2 separate regions of the Muntiacus reevesi genome follow, and region 2 is linked to region 1. Evidence: chromatin contacts called from public Hi-C data. All regions are on one chromosome and are shown on one strand. Each heading gives the region's core, a stretch centred on a gene start, on an enhancer-like site or on the middle of the called end of the contact. The rest is flanking DNA. Distances are from core to core; before and after follow the strand shown. Region 1 holds the start of SMIM10L3 (small integral membrane protein 10 like 3). Region 2 holds the start of PMS2 (PMS1 homolog 2, mismatch repair system component).

What was found. Hi-C and Micro-C count contacts between places; a contact is called where the count stands out from the background.
Region 2: a contact with region 1 is called in a Hi-C map of muscle, with 6 times the contacts expected there. The contact joins the promoter of PMS2 here to the promoter of SMIM10L3 in region 1. A contact is called at or near these places in 2 of 3 Hi-C or Micro-C datasets (blood and muscle).

Annotation. Positions count from the first base shown.
Region 1 is chr2:177,474,510-177,481,946 of mMunRee1.1, forward strand. It overlaps SMIM10L3 (small integral membrane protein 10 like 3), which reads left to right and starts at 3,575. Exons shown (of 2, transcript XM_065923766.1): 1 at 3,575-3,995. The coding sequence starts at 3,810. It also overlaps the pseudogene LOC136162283.
Region 2 is chr2:177,685,615-177,693,051 of mMunRee1.1, forward strand. PMS2 (PMS1 homolog 2, mismatch repair system component) reads left to right here and starts at 3,445. Exons shown (of 15, transcript XM_065923784.1): 1 at 3,445-3,540; 2 at 5,648-5,787; 3 at 6,492-6,578; 4 at 6,763-6,865. The coding sequence starts at 3,518. AIMP2 (aminoacyl tRNA synthetase complex interacting multifunctional protein 2) reads right to left here and starts at 3,315. Exons shown (of 4, transcript XM_065923782.1): 1 at 3,045-3,315. The coding sequence starts at 3,179.

The sequences.
Region 1 (7,437 bases), core at 2,325-4,824:
CTTCCCAGATGGTGCTAGTGGTAAAGATCCTCCCTGCCAATGCAGGAGACCTGAAGATGCAGGTTTGATCCCTGGGTCGGGAATATCCCCTGGAGGAGGGCATGGCAATCCATTCCAGTATTCTTGCCTGGAGAATCCCGTGGACAAGAGGAGCCTGGTTGGCTACAGTCCATATCTCCATAGGGTTGCAAAGAGTCGGACACGACTGAAGTGACTTAGCACTATCTGCCTGCGATGTGCTAGGTGCTCTGCACCCCTGACAGTTGTTTATTGATATTTCTCACAAATATGCTCTAGGGTGGATGTCCTTATACTCATTTCACAGAACCAGGTCATGGGGCATTGAGAAGTTGCTGAGTCTGAAACCTGGCTTCTCTGCGCTTTTCTCGCTGGCTCATGCTGAGAAAACAAAGAGACGCTGTCCTAGTTCCCTCACCAGAGATGCTGCTCAGAAAGCAGGAAGGAAGATGATGGGCAGATCACCCGGATCCTATTGATCAGCAATCAGGATCGTTCATAAAACTGTTCTCTTTGCCTCCTCTTTTCTCCTCCTTCCTCTCACAATCCTTTGTACTTCTATGAAAATACTTTTCACACTGACTTATAATTAGTTCTGTCTGTTTGTGTCTCAAATTATAATTAGCAGGATGTCTTTCCCAGAGATGCCAGAAAATTCAGACTTGAGTTAAAATGTTGTCATGAGGCTAAACTAATTTACCAACCTGCTTTGTAGCACAGAACTAGTTAACGTTGATATAGAGCAAACCTTAAATCTCATTGGTGCTCCTGGTGTCTTCTCTTTGACCTCTCCTTCTGTCTAATTACAACAAGCTTCTTACCTTGCTCAGTTAAGCTTTATGATAATTTTGTTTGCCATTGTTTATGGCAACCAAATAGCTTGTTTAAAACGCCTCATTGCCTCAATGGCATTTGGAGACAAAGAATGAGTAACCAGGGAGGAGATATATATATCCTTCACAGCCCCCAAGCCCATCTGGTCCTTCAACATAGTTTTAATAAACAGGATTGCCAGTTCTCCACCCCAGAAAATCTTTACAGGCCCAGAAATAAATTTAGCTAATCTCCAACCCTGTTTTCACATTGTTGGATTGGTTTTGAGTCTTTGGCAAATTTTCCATGAAAGACCCTAGCCTTTAAATTTTAGTTTTCCTAAAACACTGTATAAAGAAGTGTTAATTTTGCTTCTGGGAGACGATGTTTTGAAAAACGACCATAATTCAGCAGTATGTATTCTGTCATCTTCAAAGACAGCACCCACTGTGCACCAAAAGGAAAACACTGCTCACAAAAAAAAAGGGAAGTGAGCTTTTTAAAGTCAATGACAAATGTGGCAAAACGCTATGCTGCAAAAATAAGGGAAATGAAAGGTTCGTGCAAATCCTTTGAGAAAACATTGTTTTCAAAATAATATAGCTAGTCAAAAGCTAAAATCCTTCAAATATCTATTTCTTGTCCCAAAACATAATGGACAGTGAAAATAGTATAATGGAACATCAAAAAGTACAATTCTTTTTAAAACAGTAGACACATAAAGAAAAATGATAATGCTAAAGAATAGTTAAAATGACACTACTAGACACGTCTTATGTAGTTTATAATTTTCCCCTTTGAATTACAGTTGAAAAAAATTCAGGTTTAAAAAATATTTTGAATATAGATTCATTTCAGAGTACAGAATTTCTTTTTTTTTTTTTTTGATGTGTGGCTCTGCATGCAGGATCTCAGTTCCCTGACCAGGGACAGGCCTTGTGTCTCTTGCAGTGGAAGCATGGGACCCCGGCCCGCGGGCCGCCCGACCTCAGGGGAGTTCCTTTAAATGATTTTTTAAAAATGATTACTACAAATCTATTCTGGAGCAAAGGAGCTTTATTTATTTATTTATTTATTTTTCTGCACAAAGGTTTCTCTTTATTCATAACATAGGCAAAGTTATTTAAGTCAATAAATTTTTAAGGATTTTCACACGTCCTGATGCTTTCCACTGCCAGTCACCATAGCTCCTCCAAAGTTGTCATCTTCAAGGCAGCCCTTACAAAAAGTTCTGCTCAATCCACAGCTGTGATGCCACAGCCGTTTTAGTTGGGCCTCTTTGATCTTCGGTGGAGTGCACTTCAAAGTTTGCCACCTGTAATCTTTAAGATCCAATTTCCTCAAGCAGTTCACTATAGGATCCTGTTTAGGGTCAGGAGATGGGATGTCTAGTTCTCTAAAAGCTTATCAAGTTCAAATCATATTAATTCCTAAGTTATCACACCCTAAAACTTGACAGAGATCATTGGGATATGCCAATACCCAAGATAAAAAAAAATCATTAGGTTTTTCATAGTTTAATTGGCAGCTATGTCTTGTAGTTCTTTCCCACATATCTAACAGGTAGTTCTATGAGTAAAGGAAACTACATAGTTACTCTATGAGGCGTTTCCAAAGGTTTATGCAAAGGAGCTTTAAATTAAAATACATTTAAATCCATTCTTACACTGTCATTTTCTACTGTGGCTTTCTTAAAGGACTTAAGACTTGTTTTTCATTTAACCAATTAAACAGTTTTTCCCACCTATACCAAATTCCCAGACTATCTCTTGGGTGGACATAAGTAATGACATGAAATACTGTTTGATATGAGAAGGTATTTACCTTCAAAGCCCTACAAATGTTTAATAGAAACCTATATGCTGGGAGGGATTGGGGGCAGGAGGAGGAGGGGATGAGATGGTTGGATGGCATCACGGACTCGATGGGCATGAGTTTGAGTAAACTCCGGGAGTTGGTGATGGACAGGGAGGCCTGGCGTGCTGCGATTCATGGGGTCGCAGAGTCGGACACGGCTGAGCGACCGAACTGAACTGATATGCTTAAGTAGGAATGTAAAACCTCACTGTCAAAAAAAATCCCCTCAAAACCTCAGAACGACTCTTTGCGACCCCATGGACTGTAGCCCGCCAGGCTCCTCAGTCTGTGAAATTCTCCAGGCAAGAATACTGGAGAGGGTTGCCATGCCCTCCTCCAGGGGATCTTTCGGACGCAGGGATCCAACCCGGGTCTCCTGCGCTGCAGGCAGATACTTTACCGTCTGATCCACCAGGGCAACCCTTTTATATTAGAGGCTTCGTAACTAATATGATTATTAAAAGATTAAACTATCAATATATGAGTTGACACCGTAATTTACCTAAGGAGTAAGTTCTCCCTGTTGGCCCCAAGAAGCCATTCTGTTTCTTTTTTTCACTGCGGTAAGACAAGCATAAAATAAAACTACTATTTTAATAACTTGGAAGTTCGGCAGCGCTAAGCCCATTCACCCTAAACCCACTGCTCAACATCGCCGTGTTTTTATTTTCTAGATTACCACTAGGGGGCGGAAGAACACAGCGCATCAGCCGGCCTCTTCGCGCCACCTAGCCCACGCATGCGCCTCTCACCTGGGGCAAGGTGAACGGGGGCGGGGCCGGGGCAGGGCCTGGGGGCGGGGCCATTGACGCCGGCTGGGCGCCGGCATTGTGACGTCAGGTTGCGCAGCCGGGCTGGGACCCGGCGCCGGCTCGCTGAGGCGCTTCCCGACAGAGTGACGCGCCGACTCCCCTCCCCGCGGCCAGCCCGCCCGCCCGCCAGCCCGCCTCGCCGCCGCCTCCTTCGCTCCCTCAGCGCGGGCCAGCGGCCGGGGCGGAGGTTCGGGGGCGTCGCGGCGCCGAGAGGGCGGGCGGCCGGGCTTCGGCGCGCCCGGCGGCCCGGGTCCAGCGGCCGGTCGGTGCGCTGCGGGCGGGCGGCGGCGGCGGCGAGCGCCGGTCTATATGGCGGCGGCTCTGTCGGGCCTGGCTGTCCGGCTCTCGCGCTCGGCCGCCGCCCGCTCTTATGGGGTCTTCTGCAAGGGGCTGACCCGCACGCTGCTCATCTTCTTCGACCTGGCCTGGCGCTTGCGCATCAACTTCCCCTACCTCTACATCGTGGCTTCCATGATGCTCAACGTCCGTCTGCAGGTGGGTGAGGCGCGCCCGCCCGACCCCCTGTCTCCCCCCGGCCCCCCGGATCGTCCCCGAGCGCCCGTCCGCCCCGCGCCGCCCGGTCCACCCTCGCCCAGGCTGTGAAGATGCCGCCGGGACCTGCCAGGCTGGATGCCGAATGTATGGCTCAGCACCGTGCCTTTCTCCCGCAGCCACGCGGGAGAAAATCCCCGCAGAGGTCATTGTTGACTCTGTTTTCGCAGAAGAGGCGGGGTGGGGTGGGGGCGTGGAGCGGCAGGCCTCGAGTAAGGTCCTGCAGCGGGCTCACGGGCTCTAAAGGCCCTGGCCCTGAAGAGGAAATTGTGAAAATGACTGATTAGGGGTGCGGGGGCGGGGAGTGCGTTTACGGTTGACTTTTCTAGTTCCCAAACTTTATGCTTTGAAGCGATCCAAAGTTAAAGTAAATTAATTAATGTTAATCGATATTCTGATGGAGGTATCATGTTTATTATCCTGGCCCGGGGTGGAGGGTGATGGTGGTGAAAGGAGTGGGGGTGGTCATGAGGAAAAACGAGGTGTAAAGACGTAGAGAGGCAAAGGTTCAGAGGCCTGAAACTTCAGATGTGAAGTAGTACACACACCCACACACACCCAGCACCCTGGAGATCATCTTTGCTATCAGGGATTGACGTTTCTACCTCCCTCAAATTCCAGATGCCTTTTTCTGGCGGCGTGGAAAACCGTCAGATTGAGAATTATTTCTTCCTGAATGTGTCATAGATGGCCAAGTGCTGAGCATCTCTTGGGTTCCGTTTACACATGGGGGAGGGTCTGTTGTGTGCACCCTAGGGCTCTATGATGGACAGGTCCCTGTTCTCCAAGAGCTGACGGTCTGACAGTACTTAGGGGAAGCCTGAACAGGACTATGCAGTATTGACATGGGCGGGGCAGGAGTTCTCTTTTTTTTTTCCCTGTGGTTTGACTGTGCGTGTGTGCTAGCTAAGTCACTTCAGTCGTGTCTGACTCTTTGGGACCTCATGGACTGTAGCCCACCAGGCTCCTCTGTGCATGGGGTTCTCCAGGCAAGAATACTGGAGTGGGTTGCCTTAACCTCTTCCAGGGAATCTTCCCTACCCAGGGACTGAAAGTCTCTATGTCTATTGCATTGGCATGTGGTATCAGAATATAATTGTCTCAAAGCCTCTCACTGGTGACATAAAACCACCTATTGATCAAAATTGAGTTAAGGTTAGTTGGGATGAACCGGCCTCTCTATTTCAGGGTCCAAATTGAGATTCTTTTGTGTGAACAGGGGCTTGTGGCATCCTTAAGTGGTGCCAAAAGAGTCAGAAACTCAGGTAGATTATCTCAATGAGCAAGGAAGGTGCTGGGAGTGGGAATAGAAATAAGCCAGAAAGCCTGTGCTCCAGCCTGTTGTCACCAGCCAACTGCTGTGTGCTACAGGCAGCCATTTCCAAGAGAAAGTGGAAATCCTAATTTTTAAATATCAGTGCAACAAAAGATAACCTTTGTGGGCAAAGCAGAATGTGTCAGGAGGCTATATCTGACCCTCAAGCTCCACTTTGGAAACTTTTGTTCCGGAATTATTTGTATAATTTGCAGGCTTCCCAGGTGGCACTAAATGGTAAAGAACCTGCCTGCCAATGCAGGAGACATTAAGAAATGAGGGTTCTGTCCCTGGGTCGGGAAGGTCCCTTGGAGGAGGAAATGGCAACCCCCTCCAGTATTCTTGCCTGGAAGGCTACAAAACATAGGGTCACAAAGAGTTGGACACAACTGAAGTGACTTAGCACACACTTAGCATGTAAAGTCACAAGTAAGAGAAAATCAACATAATGTTGAAAATAGCCAGTTGTGTACCATAAAAAACTCACCTTTCTGATCATGTCCACTTAGTTACTTTTGACCACTCTCTAGTCCAAGCTGCCAAGGTGCCTCCATCTGTTCTCCCCAGGGCCCTTGGAGACGTCTTTTAAAAATATAAATCAGATTGTGTCATTCCTTACAAAAAAAGAAGAAACCCAAACTGCTTGCCACTGCGTGTGGAATGCAGTTCACGTGTTTCTGTCCTGTAGATTTGACCTCTGTCCACCTTTCTGACCTCTCCCTGGCTCGTTTTCCTTGCTTGCTCTCTGCGTGTCTTGCTCTTGCTTGCTTGCGTATCTCCTCTCTGCAGGCACCAAGCCTCTCCCTGCCCCTGGGCATTTGCACTTGCTGTTCTGGCCGCCTTGAGCACTCCTCGCTGGCTCTTAGAATGCCAAGACGCTTTCACTCCTGGGTTCTCCTTTCAGAAGGGTCTTTTGGGATCAGCAAATCAATCTGGTCTTGCAGCTGCTGTCGTCACTGCAAGAGTGCTGAGGCTTGTCTCATGTCAATAAGGCGTGAAGGACTCCATTCCTGTTCCGTTGATGAGGGTTTCCAGATCTCCCAGTTGTTTGTAGGCCAGTAGGGGAAGCTCTGGAAAGGTTGCTGAGATACAGATTTCCTAACGAGGAGTTTGCACTGTCATGATTGAGGGTGAGCGCACTGTGTGAGGTGTGGGGTTGGCTCTGGGACACGTGGTGCCGGCAGAACAGAGAGCCTCACGTGATGCCCGGTCCACAGGCAGTGCAGCTTTAGAGAACCGTGGAAGCTGAACACTCTGGCTGTGGAGCGCGGGGCTTATTTGGCCATTTCGGGTGTGAGTTGGGGTGGGGAGGCACAGACAAGGCGGTCACTAGGTACTTTGGGGGAGGGCTGCCTGAGAACTGTGTGAGGATTTTCGATTGTGGACTGTCGACAGCCCAGCCCCTGCCTTGTTCAAGGGTCGCCTGTATTTACAAACTGGATATCTGACAAGGATTAGTGTTCAAAACACGTGAAGAGCTCTTACAGCTCAGCAACAACAGCCCAATTCAAACATGGGCAGAGGGCTTGATAGACATTTCTCCAAAGAAGATACACCAGTGGCAAGTAAGCCCAGGAAAAGATGGGCAGTTGGAACGTGTTTGTGGGCAGCCAGGCCACCGACCATGGTGAGGACCTGAGGCATGGTTACAGTGACCTCTGAGCCCCGAGCCTCAGCCTGTGACTTGAACCTTGTGGCCCCGTGGGACACCCGGAGGAGGGGCCCTAGTGGCCAGGCTCCCCTTTCCATCCCAGCCCTGCATGGTGCGGACATGGCGTCTCCCTGCTTCCAGGCCCTGACAGACCCATCCGGGCCACCTTCTCTCCCTGAGACTCACGGCTCCTTCCGTCTGCCCCCGTCCTGTCCCAGGGACACTTGTGGGCCTGGAGGGTGAGTGACTGCTCGTCTCTCACAGGCAGAATCTCCTTGCCTGAACCTGGGGACCCCAGGCAAGCCTTAGTCCCCGGAAGCCTCTACTCACTGCTCCGGCTCCAAATCTGAGCCCAGCTACACAGGCTGAGAAGCTTCCCATGCCCAGCCCTCGCCTGACCTGGCCCTGCTCCCAGGAGG
Region 2 (7,437 bases), core at 2,195-4,694, 210 kb after region 1:
GAGTGCACCTGCTCACATTGTGTGCTGGTGACTTTAAGGAACACTGCGTTCCTCCCCTTGTTGCTCATAACTGCCCTCCTCGAAGATCCCATTCATCACCAGCTGCTGTCCATTTCCCGGAATCCAGTGGCTCATAAGCTGCCTCCATGGTCACGGCCTGAGTCTGAGACACCATTTTCCACCTGGCGTCCTTCCACCTGGCACCGTTCTGATCCATCCCTCCTGCCCATCCCCAGGATGGTGGCCAGAAAGCAAAACAACCTCTTAGGCTAAAAAGCACAGTCCTTAACCTGGCTTGATAAAGAGCTGGTATGGTTGGTCCTCTGGCTTCCTCCTCTCCCATCATTCTCCCCCTCGCTCTGTGAACAGGCCACACTGTCTTTGGGTCCTAAAACGCTCAGGACCCCACCTGCCCCAGGGTTTTTCCTCATCGAGTTCTCTCTGTAACACCCTTCCCCTGGCTCTCAGGTGGTTAATGCCTATTTACCCTACAGCTGGATCTCCACACTCAGCTCCCTTGCCTGCTGCTCTTGTTTAAGATCACACAGCAGAGAAATGCAAGATGACTGTGATCTGGGTGGAATAAAGAAGAATAAAGAGTTCACTGTGCCAAGTACATAATGGGGTGCTGACCGGAAATGAAGGTACGCAAGGTGTGTGACCGGTGAGGCCACCACCTGTGAGATATCCTCAGGTTACTTAGTATTAGTCCTCCTGAGTAGTACTTCCATCCTGTAATCCAGCCTGTATGTGTGCATCATCTGTGGGCAGCTTTGCTCATTTCTACACACGGCATGGGCACCCCTGTCCGAGCAGGAGCTGAGTACCTACTGTATTCAAAACCCATCAACACTCACTGAAGACTGGACCCAGTACCACACGTGGAATGTGACCTGTGATCAAGAATCTAACATAGCTTCATCTGAGGAACCTGAGATCTGCCTCACCTTTTTTTTTTAAGCCTTGCTGTGCGGCATTTGGGACCTCAGTTTCCCAACCAGGGACTGAACCAGTACCACTGCATTAGGAGGGCAGACTCTTAACCAGTGGACCCCCAGGAGGTCTCAAACCTACCACTCTTTCCAACGCTGGCCTGTTGTTTTGCTTGCTTGGGCTAGACTGTGACTTATGGCATGTTGTGTTTATCCCTTTGTGTTATCTACATGTATTTAGAAGTCGTTCATTCTTTGTGTTGCTCACATTTCCCCTGGAGATGCTAGGTTTCTCATTATCTATCCACATTGCTACCATCTGCTAGGTTATTATCTTCTAGGTTGCAAGTTCACAGTTAAATGCCCAAAGGAAGTCAGGCAGCAGACTTTAAAAAAAGAAAAAAAAGGACTTGGTCTCAAAAAAGATGTGACACTCTCCACTCTGGGGTTTCCTTTCCAGTTCCAAGAGTCTGTCCAGTTGAGAGGCACTGGACCATATGTCTCCATGGGGATCTCCAGGTGAAGAGACACTGGACCATGCCTGCATTGTTGCCTTAGCTCTGCAGTGAGAAAACACTTGTGTTATTTGCTTTCAAACTAAACTAACCACCTCCCTTACAGTCGAGGCAGAAAACTCTTCAGACAAAGGATGACAGAGATAACGAGTCACAAAAGTTCTCTATTCACTCATCTGAGTGAGAATGAACTAAAAGTTTCTCCCACAGGGAAATTAAGATGTGTTTGTAATTTATAAAAAAGTCAAAGCTGAGCAGTTACTTTACAAAGGAGGAAAAATCAAAATGCCTAATAAACATGAAAAGGTGCTGAACTTATCCGGAGGTCTGGGAGATCTAAACTATATTAGGATGTCATTGTACTCCCACCAGCTTTGGGAAGGGTGCCAGCACCAGAAATTCACCTACCTCCAAAATTAAAAAATAAATACAACGTACTTCCCTGTCAGGACAGTGATTAAGACTCTGCACTTCTATTTCACAGGGGCGAAGGTTCGAATCTGGATGGGGAACTAAGATCCCGTGTGCTGCAGCGCAGCCAAATGGTTTTTAAAAACAATTTAAAAAATCAATAGATAAAATGAATCTCTTAAAAAAAAAAAAAGTTCACCTACACTGCAGGGGACAGTATAAACTGGGATTACCGCTTTGAAAAGCAACCTAGCCCAGCTGAATATAGACCAGCCCACTGAGCCAGCATTCCCATGTCCATGGTATATACTCTATGCCTGCTCTTGTCCAAGAATATTCACTGCAGAACTGTTCATAACGGCCTAAAATAGAAAACCAGCGGACGCCCGTGGGCAGTGGGATGGATAAAGACGTGGCGGCACAGTTACGTCAAGGAGCAGTAAGCCAGAGGATGAAAGCGAAGCTTTCTCATGCAGCAAAGCGATTCTTCCAATCACGTTTAGAAGGGGCAGTCAGACACCGCAGGGCACGCACTGCAGGCTCCCACTGACACCAAGACCCCACTGTCCAGGGACGCACACTCAGGGGACAAAGTAAGAGAGAAACGCAGGACACAATGACCGCGCACGAGTTTTAAGTGGGGGCGCTGACAACGTGTTACCCTGAATGGGTGACCCTGGGATTCGCTTTACGATTCCCTACAACTCGCCACTGACGTATTCCTCACTTTTCAGTGGGTAGAATTTGGTAATAAAAGTTTAAGCAGTCTTAAGCGGAGGGGAAAAAAAAAAAGACGTGATAGATGTTCCAATGGGTAAACATTATGGTCACTCGGAGGCCGGAGGGCGCGTGAGGCTGGGGTGGGGATAGGCGATCGGGTCTAGTCGCCACGGTTTTGGTTCGACACAGTTCAGGTCGCACGGTCCCGACTTGGTGCGTAGACCCCAAATTCTGCCAACCAGCGCTGCAGCGCCTGTGCACTGAGCAAGAAGGCGGCGGGTCGGCGACGCGGTGAGCCAGGGCGCCTGCGCACTGGACAGCCAAGGCGCCTGCGCACTGGACAGCCAAGGCGGTGGGACGGGGGCCTTGGCGCCTGCGCACTGGGCCGGCAGGCTGTGGGACGGGGTCTTGGCGCCTGCGCACTGAAATGGTGGTGGGGGGCGGGGCAAGGGCCGCGCGTTCCTACCTGCACGTGGTCGGCGGACGGCGCCGGGCTGCCGGTCCTGCCGTGCACGTTGGGGAGCCGGTACATGCAGGTGGGAAGCTCTACGCGGAGAGATCCGCTGCCCTCGTGATATGGCTTTACCTGATACATCGGCATCCTGGGAAGCAAAGGAGAGAAGGTGGCAGGTGAGAGACACGAACGCTCACAAACCGTCCAAGTCTACGACAGTCTGCTGCCACCTCCTTTCCGACCGGACTGCGGGCTTTCGGGAAAGCGCAGTTCCTGTGCTCTAATTGGCCCCTGCTCTCTCGACGTAACGGACTCGACCTTTGACACCACCAATCAGCGAGAAGAAGCTGTGGGAAGCGTTCGCGGCTTTATCCGGAAGTGGGTGGGGCACTGTGTGGGAAGTAGCCAATGGGCGGCCCGGTGGTGGGGCGCCTGTGGGAGCGGCAGAGCGAACAGCTTCGAGTGCCGCCTCAGGCTCTGCATCCATGGAGCGAGCAGACGGGCCGAGGTGAGCCGAGCTTGTAGCGTTCTCTCGCGGTCGCCCTAGGTAACGCCCACGGCGTTCCAGCCCCTGGAACGGAGAGGAAAGTGACCGCTGCGCAGACCGAGCCGGCGACTGGGAGACCCCGGAGCGGGCTCCTCAGTGCGCCCCACACCTGCCGCCCTGTGGGTTCACTTTGAGGTCGGGGTCCGCGGGGATTTCCGCCCCCTGTCCGGACGCTGCTACTCATCCGCGGGCCTGAACCTGGAGCTTGAAATCCCAGTAGACAGAATTCTTTTCCTTTTTACCTGGTTGCGCGCGCTTTCTCTCTTTTTAAATTGAGGGTTGTTTTAGGGGCGGCTTCAAGACACATGCTAATTTGCATAGCCGCACAGTTTTAAAGGACGCAGTGCTTCTGTATCTCCTTGAGTATACGGTTACCCGCAGAGACAGCGAATTCTGGGTTAGCAGATCTTCGGGTAGCATTGTTGCACAGTTGTCAGATTCGTGAACCCAGATTCTCTGTGTTTGTTTAAATGTTGTATCTCCACCTCTCCAAATGTCAAGGCTGGGCCCGTATAGGATGTCCTGCTAAACAACTTATTTTTAGAGGTACTTTTTTCCATTTTATGTGATCTCGTCTGCAGTTTTTACATTTAAGACAAACTTGAGTAGAATTTTTTGCAAGGTAAAATGAAGAGGAAGAATTGTTTTCTTTTTTTTTTTAATAGGGGTCTACCGAGGATATGGGTTTCCCTGATGGCTCAGTTGCTAAAGAGGCTGCCTGTAATGCAGGAGACCCGGGTTTGATTCCTGGGTCGGGGAGATTCCCCCCTGGAGAAGGGATAGGCTACCCACTCCAGTATTCTTGGGCTTCCTTGATGGCTCAGCGGTTAAAGAATCCGACTGCAATGAGGGTGACCTGGGTTCGATTCCTGGATCAGGAAGATCCCCTGGAGAATGGAAAGTCTACTGGCTTGGAGAATTCCATGGACTACAGTCCATGGGGTTGCAAAGAGATGGACTGAGTGACTTTCACTTTTGAGGATATGCTATGTCCAGGTGACAAGTAGTGGTAAAAAAAAAAAAATCTACCTGCCAGTGGAGGAGGCCTAAGAGATGTGGGTTTGATCCCTGGGTGAGGAGGATCCCCTGTGGGAGGAAATGGCAACCCAATATTTGTGCCTGGATAATTCTTGGAGAGAGGAGCCTGGCGGGCTACAGCCCATGGGGTCGCAGAGTGAGACATGACAGCACACACACCTAGTAGACAGTGCAGTTCTAGTAAGTTCTTGAAAAAGTAAAATTATTTGACCAGTTTTGTGGTTTCTAAAGTAACTCTGGTGGTATCATGGGGGATTAATTGAAGTAGAGAGAAAACAGAGACAAACCCTTTGGAAAATTCTGAAAGGAGGTAGAGTCAGGAATTTGAGGGCCTTTGCCAAGACAGGAACTGGCAGCCTGGATTCAGAGTGGGGATTTTTTTTTTTTTTTTGGCTCCCTTTGGTCTTCGTGGCAGGCCGATCTTTTGTTGGGCATACAGACTCTCTAGTTACAGCTCTCAGGCTTAATTGCTCTGTGGGATGTGGGATCTTAGTTCCCCAACCAGGAATTGAACCTATGTCCCCTATTGCAAGGTGGATCCTTAACCGCTGGACCACCAGGGACGCCCCTGGAGTGGGTATTTGAAGGCAGCCATAGGAATAGTTATCCAACTGGTACCTGATTTCTGAGATGGTTTTGATTTTGACATGAACACTGGATTTCCCAGCAAACTTTTGATTTTTCAAATTGTGGGGAAATGTTGCTTTCAGTTTTTAAGAAAGAAGGTCCTATTGTAAGTGTTTATTGACCCACAGCTTGCGGGGGGACATGTGTCTCCCCCAAGTAGATCCCAGTATAATTAGATTTTAAATATCTATTTTACTTGAAGTATCCATTCAGAAGATTTTTGACATGTTTAAGGATTGTAGACCAACATTTATATTTATGAATATAATTATTGGATATATTAATGTAATGGATGGATTAGACCAGTCAGCTGTTAACAGAGATGAATTGTTTCGACAGTTCAAACCAGGATGAAAATACATAATTGCCTACTTGCTTTGTCTCTTGTAACTGGTTTCTTTAGTTCAGAACTTGCTAAGGCCATCAAACCTATCGATCGGAAGTCAGTCCATCAGATTTGTTCTGGGCAAGTGGTACTTGGTCTAAGCACTGCTGTGAAAGAGTTGGTAGAAAATAGTGTGGATGCCGGTGCAACTAGTATTGGTAAGTTTGGGAGAGTTTTAAACCACAAGAAATAATCAGATTATGCTATTTTATTCAAGAAACAGTAAGATGATCATTGATATGCTGTGAAATTATTTTTTAAGCATAAAAAATAAGACTGTAGCAAGATAATCATTGATATGCTGAGAAATTGTTATTTTTTAAAATGTAAATTTAGCACCTGTTATGTGCCTAGTACTTGGCTAGGTAGTAATCATAATAATAGCAGTTAACTTTTATTGTGTTCTTACTATGTGCCAGGCAGGCATTGTGCTAAGAACTGTGTAGGTAACATTTAGTCTGCAGAGTAATCTTATGAGATTAGAAATTGCTATTGCAATAATTATTATCTCCATTTTACAAATGAGGAAATTAAGGCACAAAGAATTTGTCTTTTTTCAGCTTTAGCTAGTAAATCTGACCCCTGGGAGTCTGATTCCAGAACCTCTTCTCTTGAAGGCTGTGTTAAAATTATCGTCTTGAAGGAAAGAGGAATGAAAAAAATAGAAATGAAACTACTTTATCGGGGCTAGTAAATAGCCAAGAAAGACTTTAAAGAATAAAATACACAAGATGACAGTAGTGTATTTAAATAAATATAGTTAGGACTCAGAGTTGCATTTTGTAAGTTATAACTATTGTCTTTCACTCTAAAGTCTTTTCATGTTGATCAATATGAGAAGTCAGTACTTTAACCTTTTTAGATCTCAGGCTTAAAGACTATGGAGTGGAGCTCATCGAAGTTTCAGACAACGGATGTGGGGTCGAAGAAGAAAATTTTGAAGGCTTAAGTAAGTAGTATTTTGCTAATCCTATTTTAAAATATTTGGGCCCAATATTTGAGAATTTGGGGTAACACCATCTTAGGAAACACAAAAACAGCTTTTAAAACCAGTCACTTGGGTGCGTACTCTGTGTGTTCATTGCTCTGTCGTTTGCGATATCTTGGACTTAGACTCTTCACCTCTCTCTCAGCTCTGAAACATCACACTTCGAAGATTCAGGAGTTTGCTGACCTCACTCAGGTTGAAACTTTTGGCTTTCGAGGGGAAGCTCTGAGCTCACTCTGTGCACTGAGGTGATGCAATGTTTTTATCCTCTAACTTGACCCCTTCTAAAAATCTCTCTGAAAATTTAGAAGTCTGATTAGAATCTTTTTTTTTATACTTTTCCATATGAATATTCTCAACTTCTAGCTTCTCTGTTCTATCATACTGTCAATATAAGTGGTAATATTTCTGAAATGTAAGCAATGGATGAATGAAATGAAGCAAATAGTGTCTAATATTATAAAACAATTGTTATCCTTATTAAAGCAGAAACTTCTCAATTTAAAAGTAACATAGCTAGGCTTCCCTGATAGTTCAGTTGGTAAAGAATTGCACCTGCAATGCAGGAGACTCCAGTTCGATTCCTGGGTGGGGAAGATCCACTGGAGAAGGGATAGGCTACCCACTCCAGTATTCTTGGGCTTCCCTTCTGGCTCAGCTGGTAAAGAATCCTCCTGCGACACAGGAGACCAGAGATCGACCCCTGGTTTGGGAAGATCCCTTGGAGAAGGGATAGGCTACCCACTCCAGTATTCTGGCTTGGAGAATTCCATAGACTGTATAGTCCATGGGATTGCAAAGAGTCGGACACAACCGAGCG